Linked DNA regions of Sus scrofa: region 2 is linked to region 1. The links are chromatin contacts, called in public Hi-C maps. All regions are on one chromosome and are shown on one strand. Each heading gives the region's core, a stretch centred on a gene start, on an enhancer-like site or on the middle of the called end of the contact. The rest is flanking DNA. Distances are from core to core; before and after follow the strand shown.

Region 1 (4,102 bases), core at 1,107-3,606:
AAATCTACTGAGGTATGAGACTACTGCTCTAATCCAGTTTAGAACATTTTCATCACCCAGTAAGATCCCTCATGCTCACTTTCAGTCAATCTGGTTTCCGTTCTCAGTCCCCAGGCAAACAATAATCCTCTTTCTGTCTCCATAAATTTGTCTGTTCTGGACATTTCACAGAAATGGAAACATAGGAGTTTCCGTCGTGGCACAGTGGCTAATGAATCTGACTAGGAACCATGAGGTTGCAGGTTCGATCCCTGGCCTCACTCAGTGGGTTAAGGATCTGGCGTTGCTGTGGCTCTGGTGTAGGCCGGTGGCTACAGCTCCGATTGGACCCCTAGCCTGGGAACTTCCATATGCCGCAGGAGTGGCCCTAGAAATGGCAGAAAGACAAAAAAAAAAAAAAAAAAAAGGAGACATACATGGGAGTCCCCTGGTGGCCTAGGGGTTAAGGACTCAGGGTTGTCACTGCTGTGGCTTGAGTTTGAGTTTGGTCCCTGGCCTCAGAACTTCCACATGTTGTGGGTAAGGACCCAAAAAAAAAAAAAAAGGACATAGTCTGCCTGGCTTGTTTCACTGCTGCTAAGGTTCATCCATGTTATGGTACGCAGGGCTATTTCATTCCTTTTCATTGCTATATAGTATTCCATTGTATGTCTATGCTGCACAGTTCATCCGTTGACTAGCTGATGGACCACCAGGTGATGTTACAACTTTTTGGCTATTATGACCAATTAGCATATGAACATTTATGAGCAAGTCTATGTGGACACAGGTTCTCATTTCTTTTCAGTGGATACCTATAGCAGAACTGAGTTGTATGGTAGATTTATGTTAATTTTTTAAGAAAATGCCAAACTGTTTTCTAAAGTGATTCCACCATTTCGCATTTTCTCCAGCCTTGTATGAGAATTCCCATTTCTCCAGATGTTCATCAACAGTTAGTGGTAAGATTTTTTTCCTTATGGCCATCCTAGTGGGTGTGAAATGACACCTCACTGTGCTCCATAAATACTTGAATGGATGAAACAACATTTATCAGAGGAGTTCCCGCTGTGGCTCAGTGGTGAACAAATCCGACTAGGAACCATCAGGTTGTGGGTTCAATCTCTGGCCTTGCTCAGTGGGTTAAGGATCTGGCATTGCCATGAGTTGAGGTGTAGGTTGCAGACGCGGCTCGGATCCTCCGTTGCTGTGGCTGTGGCGTAGGCTGGCGGCTACAGCTCCAATTAGACCTCTAGCCAGGGAACATCCACGAGCAGCAAGCGCAGCCCTAGAAAAAGGCAAGGAAAAACAAAAAACAAAAAACATTTATTAGAAACCCAACTGGACAGAAGTTGGGTTTGAACTCTGGTGGTGATATTAACAAGCTGTCTTGCCTGGAGCAAGCTGCTTCCTTGCTGTGAGGATTTCAAGGCACATGGTAGAGACCTGAGAGGCAATACGTCTACTGTGGATTATGCGCCCGCTAAAAGGTAGCTGTTATTATCGTGGCCACCACGTCATGGTTAATAGTATCACTCTCACACCAGAGACAAGCCCAGCCAGTGACTGGGATGATGACAGCCGCTCACCGCAACACACCAGACTCCATTCTAAGCCTTTGACGTGATGAATGCTTTCATCTACACAACAGCCTTCTGAGATTGGTCCTGCAATCATCCCTGTTTTACCAATGAGAACGCAGACACACAGAGGATTTAAGGCACTTGCCCCCAATCAGAGTTGGAAAGTGACAGGGCCAGCACTGAACCCAGGCCCCGGCTTCAGAGCCCAAGCTCTCCATCACTGCCTCACGCTTCCTGCCCTTACAAGGCAAACTGGACCAGTGCCATTCTAGGAGAGCAGATAAAATTCAAGTGGCGAATCAGGGAGAAGAAGATGAAGTCTGCCTGTCTGCAGCCTGTCTGAGGCCCAGGAGCAAGGCACGTAGGCAGTCGTGGAACTTGCTCCTCATTTTGCATACTGGCCCGGTGCTGCTAACGGAGCTAAAGGCATCTTTTGTGCTGTTGCTCAACAGTGAGTGACGTCATGGGCACTGCCAGGTTTTTATCAGTTCTGCCAGATAATAGCTAACCATACTCATTCTGGAGAAGCCGGCAAGGTGCCGGGAGGCAGAGCATTTGGGTTCTCAGACCAGCAGGTGAGCCTGGGGTCCTGAGGGGCTGTGGAGGGTGTCTCTGCTTGCATTACGGTGGAGGGACAGGAGATGGGGTACGAGCAGGAAGAGAGGCAAGTGGACCCCGCTGAGGGAAGCACCAGGGGCGTGAGGGAGGGGGGCTGTGAGGATGCTCCCTGCTGCAGGTGGGGAAGAGGATGGTGCAAGATCCCCACCCGGACCGCCATCTCTGTCTCTTTCTCACCAGTGGCCACGGCCATGGGCACAAGCTTCTTCCCCGGCCATTACTGGCTCTACTTCTCCGTGTACCTCTTGACGTTCCTCGTGGGGCTGCCCCTCAACCTGGGGCCCTGGTGATCTTCGTGGGCAAGCTGCGCCGCCGCCCGGTGGCCGTGGATGTGCTCCTGCTGAACCTGACCCTGTCAGACCTGCTCCTGTTGCTCTTCCTGCCCTTCCGCATGGCGGAGGCGGCCAGTGGCATGCACTGGCCCTTGCCCTTCATCTTCTGCCCCGTCTCCGGATTCCTCTTCTTCACCACCGTCTATCTCACGTCCCTCTTCCTGACAGCTGTGAGCATTGAGCGCTTCCTAAGCGTGGCCTACCCACTCTGGTACAAGACCCGGCCGAGGCCAGGACAGGCTGGCCTGGTCAGCGTGGTCTGCTGGCTCCTGGCTGCCGCTCACTGCAGCGTGGTCTACATCATCGAGTTCTCGGGGGACTCCTCCAACAGCCAGGATGCCAACGGGACCTGCTACCTGGAGTTCCGGGAGGATCAGCTGGCTCTTCTCCTGCCCGTCCGGCTGGAGATGGCTGTGGTCCTTTTCGGGGTGCCCCTGCTCATCACCAGCTACTGCTACAGCCGCCTGGTGTGCATACTCAGCAGGGGAGCCAGCTACCACCGGCGGAAGAGGGTGGCAGGACTTGTGGCAGCCACGCTGCTCAACTTCCTCGTCTGCTTTGGGCCCTACAACGTGTCCCACGTCGTGGGCTACATCCAGGGCAAAAGCCCCGAGTGGAGACCTTACGTGTTGCTCCTCAGCACCCTGAATTCCTGCGTCGACCCCCTCATCTACTACTTCTCATCCTCGGGGTTCCAAGCTGACTGCCAGGGGCTGCTGGGGAGGCTGACGGGGGCCTGGGGCTTTTGGCGGCAGGAAAGCAGCGGGAAACTGAAGAAGAGCGAAGTGGAGGGGCCGCCGCAGGAGCTGTCCAATATAGACACCAGGTAGCGGCCTCGAGGAGGGGCTGGAGCGGAGGCCAGGTGCTCCGGGCCGCAAGGTGGCTCCTCCCCGGGGCGGTTCCTGGCTCAAGTCGGGCAGGGCCTTGGCCACGCAGGCTGGGGACTGGCTGGGTCTGGGGCAGAGTGGGCGCCCAGCCTCCCTCGGGCCGTGGGCACCAGAGCCCAGCTCTTGAACTCCCTTCCCTGCCCTCCCTTCCTGTCCCCGGCATGCTCTGGAGGCAGCCACAGTGAGAGCGCGTGCTGGAGTAAAACGAGCTCCCCAGGGCAGCAGGCCCAGCTTTTCTGAGGGTCAGGGAGGAGTTGAGAGCAGTGTGCAGGGTCCAAGGGAGCCCCCCAGGGACTTGGGACAGGAGAGAGGCAGCATCTGTCCTTCAGACCTACTGACCCAGAAGGTCAAGAGTGGGGACACAGGACTTCAGGCCCAAAGGAGCATGCTGCTGGTCCCACGGACTTTTCCAGAAAGTTTCCATTATGAATAATAATTCATACCCCAATTCAGAAATCCCAGCTCAGATTTTCAGAGATAGTTATGAAAAATGACAGAAGAAAAATTACTTAAGTAAATTTGGCAGCAAGCAAAAGAGAATAGTTTTTTCCTTAATTGATTTTTTTTTCTTACAGTGTACGTGGGTATATCTTAGGTGGAATTGTTGGAAGGAAAAAACACCTAGACTCTGAAGGAAAGGGGTTAAACAATACGATGCCTAGATGCTGGGAGAGAATCTGGGTTAGAGGAATAAAAATAACAT
Region 2 (3,990 bases), core at 1,254-3,753, 65 kb after region 1:
AGCAAGTCAGAGAATGCTGAATATGTGGCTGAAACAGATAAGGTTCATTCTGTGGAAGATGTATTCTCTGTAGCCTCACAGAGAAGAACAAGGGTCGTGGGCAAAAAAGCAGGGAGTTACACCTTAACCAGCCAGGGCTCTACAAGGTAATCAGTCCCCAGCCTCCAGGAATGTTGAAGTAAGAGAGAGAAAACACTCAACCTAGGACATGGAGGGAACTCACACATCCAATAAGGGCTGAGCCAGTTAACTGCCAGAAGCCTCCCAACTCAGAGATTCCCAGGGTTTTAAGGATATGGCTGCTCCTGCTGCAAAGTGATTGAAAATTTCTGGTGCTACTCTGAGACTTTCAAGGTGAAGCTTTAACTACTCACTAACAAGCATTTGATCTTCCTCAAGTCACTTGATATATAAACCATTTCTTTACTAGGAAATTGGTAATTCATTTGTTCAACAAATATGCACTTATTTTTATCTACTATAAGCCAGATACTTTTTTAGGGGCTGGAGATGCAGCATCCATAAGAGACAAGATACCTGCCCTCTTGAGGTTTTCATTCTAGTGGGGAAGAAAAGTTAATAAGCCAGTACACAAATAACAAGGTCATGTCAGAATGCGGCAAATGGTTTTTACGAATGGACCAAAACAGGGGTATGGAAGGAAGCATAAGGAGGGATTGAGGATGTTTGGAAGGTCCTCCTGAATCGGCGATGTTCAGCTGAGACCTAAACAATGAGGAGGAGCTGCCTTACAGAGGCCCATGGGAAGAGCATTCTAGAAACAGGAACCACTGATGCAAAAGCCTTAAGGAAAGAGAAAACCTGAGCATCTCAAGGGCAGAGAGATGCTAGAGCAGTGGGGCTAAAGCAGTGGCCTGCAAATTCAGGCATGTCTGAGAATCCCATGGAGGGTTTTCTAACACACAGATTAGGGTCTTCCCTCCCCACAGCTTCAGAATCAGCAGGTCTGGGACTGGGCCCATAAGTTTGTATTTCTAACAATCCCAGGGGATATTGATGTGGGTAGTTCAGGGACCACACTCTGAGAACCACTGGGCTGGAATATCGTGAAATGGGGAGAGAGTGAATGAGTGAACGAGGAAGTCGGGGAAGTCGGCAGAAACCAGACCATGCAAAGTGTTTTAGGCCTTTTTAGGCCTCAGAAATACGAACTGATTGCAAGAGTTTTTGAAGCCATTGGGGGGTTTTCAGCAAAAGAGTGAAATAATCTGATTTCCATTTTAGGATGATCTGTGCCTATCACTGATGGGAGATGGCTCTTAGGATCAAGGAGATAATAGGCACAGCAGAGTTAAGGACCATAAAGTATTACAGCAAACACGGAGAGTTTTCATCAGGCTGGAAGCTCCCTGAAAGTGGAACTGTTTTCTCTTTCATTAGAATTGGCTGTCCAAGAACCAGATAGCCAGGAGGCAGCCTTGTTCATTATCATCCGTCTGCTTGATGGTCAAGGGTCCCCAGCGTGTGCTGGTTCTTGGGAAGGGGGTGCAGGGGACAGAAGACAGAGGATAGCAAAGGCCCTGATTTGCAGCACTTGCCAATCTCTGGGGCGGGTGCACACTCCCTCCAGGGCCCATTTCTATCAAGGTGAAGACATGGAACACGGGTTTGGCATGCGAAGCTAAACCATCGGCTCTTGAAAGCCAGTTCAAGCATATCACTGGCCGCACCTCCCAGCACGTATGCTCAGCTGGCAGACTGATCAATCCTACTGGAGAAAACTTTCTCCCTGACACAACACCCACTAGCTCAGTGTGGCTGACTGGGCCTCATCTGAGAGGATCCGTGTGGCTGGTTAGATTGCGGGACTCCTCTGAATCCCCTGCAGGAAGACAGATGGGCAAACAGAAATATTAGTGCCTGGTTAATGAATAACACAGAGAGCAGCCTAGAGCCGCTACCAGGAAACAGGGGTGGAGGGAGCTGACTGAGGCTGACCAGGGGGCCCAATCCGCAGGAAAGAGGAACCTGGCACTGACTGTTTCACTTCCCCTTTTTTGGAAAAAGATGCTAAGGTGCCCCTTCCTCAGAAATTCTCAACTGACCACACAGGCAGAGCTCACATGAAGTGCGGTTTCGTGGGGATTACAGTGGTTGGAGAAGGCAGGTGTCGGCAAGCCTGGAGGGGTCTAAAGGGAAACGTGGGGCAAGATTTCAACTCCATTCCCTTTAACTCCCCAGTCCTTTCCTCCAGGTGTGTGTTAACTCTTGCTCTCTCTCTTTCTTGCCCCCTCCGATTTATCTACCGCCTGTGGTTAGATACTTTTGCCCCATTTTCTCCTCTTCATTACTTTTCTCTAGTCACAGGAAATGAGGACACTTCTCATCTACAAGTTGCACATTCAGCCAGGAAATTGGGCCAAAGATCTCTAAGCCCTCAGAGGCAGCAGTCCAGTAACCCAATTGGCGAAGTCTCCCAGGCCTGATAAGGTAGGAGATGCGAAGTGCTGGGGGCAGGAAGCCAGCACAGGCTGCGGTCAGCTCTCCGTCCACCAGCAGCTTACCCACAGAGGGGCTGGCCGCAGCTCTATTCGAACCTCAGGCTCCCTCTCCCCAGACGCCATCCCCCGCCATCTGTCAGCCCCAGCGCCATCAGCCTCAAGGAAACAGTGCTAGGAAAAGTAAACATGCTGCTCCCAAATCGAGGCGTTTTCAATAAAAAGCCCACACTCGCCTACAGCAGTTTCTAAGGTGCCACCACAGATATTATGTCATCAAATGCACACATTTGTTCATCCACAAAGGTACATGGAGGCTACTAGGTGTGAGGCCCTACTCTAGGTGCTACAGACACAGCAGTGAAGGAGGACAAGACCTCTGTTCTCATGCAGCTCATGTTCAGTCTACAAGACAAAAAAACAGACCCTGTGAGGCCAGGCTAAGGGCTGGGAAGCCAGCAAGACAGCATCGGGGTAGGGGATGACTTTGAGCAATGAATGAGTGGCTTGGGAAGGCCCTTCGAAAGTGCCCCTTGAAGCACAGCCCACGGCTTTGCCCTGCTTAACAAAAAGGACAACTGAGGCTCAGAGCCGTGTCATGCACCAGTCTTCACCGAGACAATCTTCTGACTCCTGGCGAGGACTCCAGACTCCCTCTCAAAACTAGATGTGCAAATTCTCTTCTTAATTGGTTCCTGTGCTGCAAAGAGAAAGCAGGGGGTTCACGATTCAGGCGGTGTACCCTGGTCCAGTGCAGAACACTGGGGAGGGAGGAAGAGACTGAGCTGAGATCCTGGGGAAAGAAAGGAAGCAGAGATGGAACAGCCAAGTGCTGAGAGCAGAGGGGAGACCAGTACGGAAAGCTGATTTCTGGTAAGGAGCCATGGCTGGGGGTGGGGGGGCAGGATGCCTGGGCAGGAGGCTGAGGAGGTAACCAGGAGCCATCCCATGCTGCCTGGAACAGAAATGGCGGTGTGTGCACAGAACCCTGGAATTCTAGGGAATCTTCAAAAGCCTCCAGTCATGATTCTCAATCCTGGCTGCAATTCAGAGCCACCTGAGAAACTTCAAAAAATGCCATGTATCTGGGCATTGTATTTTGTTCACAATTTCCTGGCATCAGGACTCAGAGGGTTGAGAAGCACCCTATCTAGACCTACTCTGCCCCTGGACTAACTAGAAGGGTTTCCAGGGGGCAGCAGTCAGTAGCAACTGGGTCTGAATCCTGCCTTACACTGTGCACTCTGTGCTTTGGTTTTCCGACTGGAAAAAAAAAAAAATGGGGTCAATGCACCTATATCTTCATGTTATTATGAAGATTAAGTGGGCTTAACATGGTACATACAAAATAATTAGAACAGTATCTAGTACCCTGTAGCTATGTATATATGGCAACCTTTTTAAAATGTCATTCTAGGAGCTCCTATCATGGTGCAGTGGTTGATGAATCTAACTAGGAACCATGAGGTTGCGGGTTCGATCCCTGGCCTTGCTTCATGGGTTGGGGATCTGGCGTTGCCATGAGCTGTGG

What was found. Hi-C and Micro-C count contacts between places; a contact is called where the count stands out from the background.
Region 2: a contact with region 1 is called in a Hi-C map of fetal liver, with 2.4 times the contacts expected there. The contact joins the enhancer-like site here to the promoter of FFAR3 in region 1. A contact is called at or near these places in 1 of 5 promoter capture datasets (liver), 12 of 47 Hi-C or Micro-C datasets (blood, embryonic fibroblasts, fetal heart ventricle and 3 more) and 1 of 2 datasets of contacts at active chromatin or transcription factors (alveolar macrophages).

What each region holds. Positions count from the first base shown.
Region 1 is chr6:44,841,793-44,845,894 of Sscrofa11.1, forward strand. It overlaps FFAR3 (free fatty acid receptor 3), which reads left to right and starts at 2,357. Exons shown (of 2, transcript NM_001315601.1): 1 at 2,357-2,459; 2 at 2,462-3,380. The coding sequence starts at 2,372. The coding sequence ends at 3,342.
Region 2 is chr6:44,906,463-44,910,452 of Sscrofa11.1, forward strand. No RefSeq gene overlaps it. Among named protein-coding and RNA genes, the nearest start is that of FFAR2, 5.7 kb to the left of the region's middle. Within about 2 kb of position 2,504, at least 15 of the 83 cell types and tissues checked have an H3K27ac peak or open chromatin away from gene starts, as enhancers often do. A contact at or near this core is called in alveolar macrophages, fetal liver and liver, where this site is marked.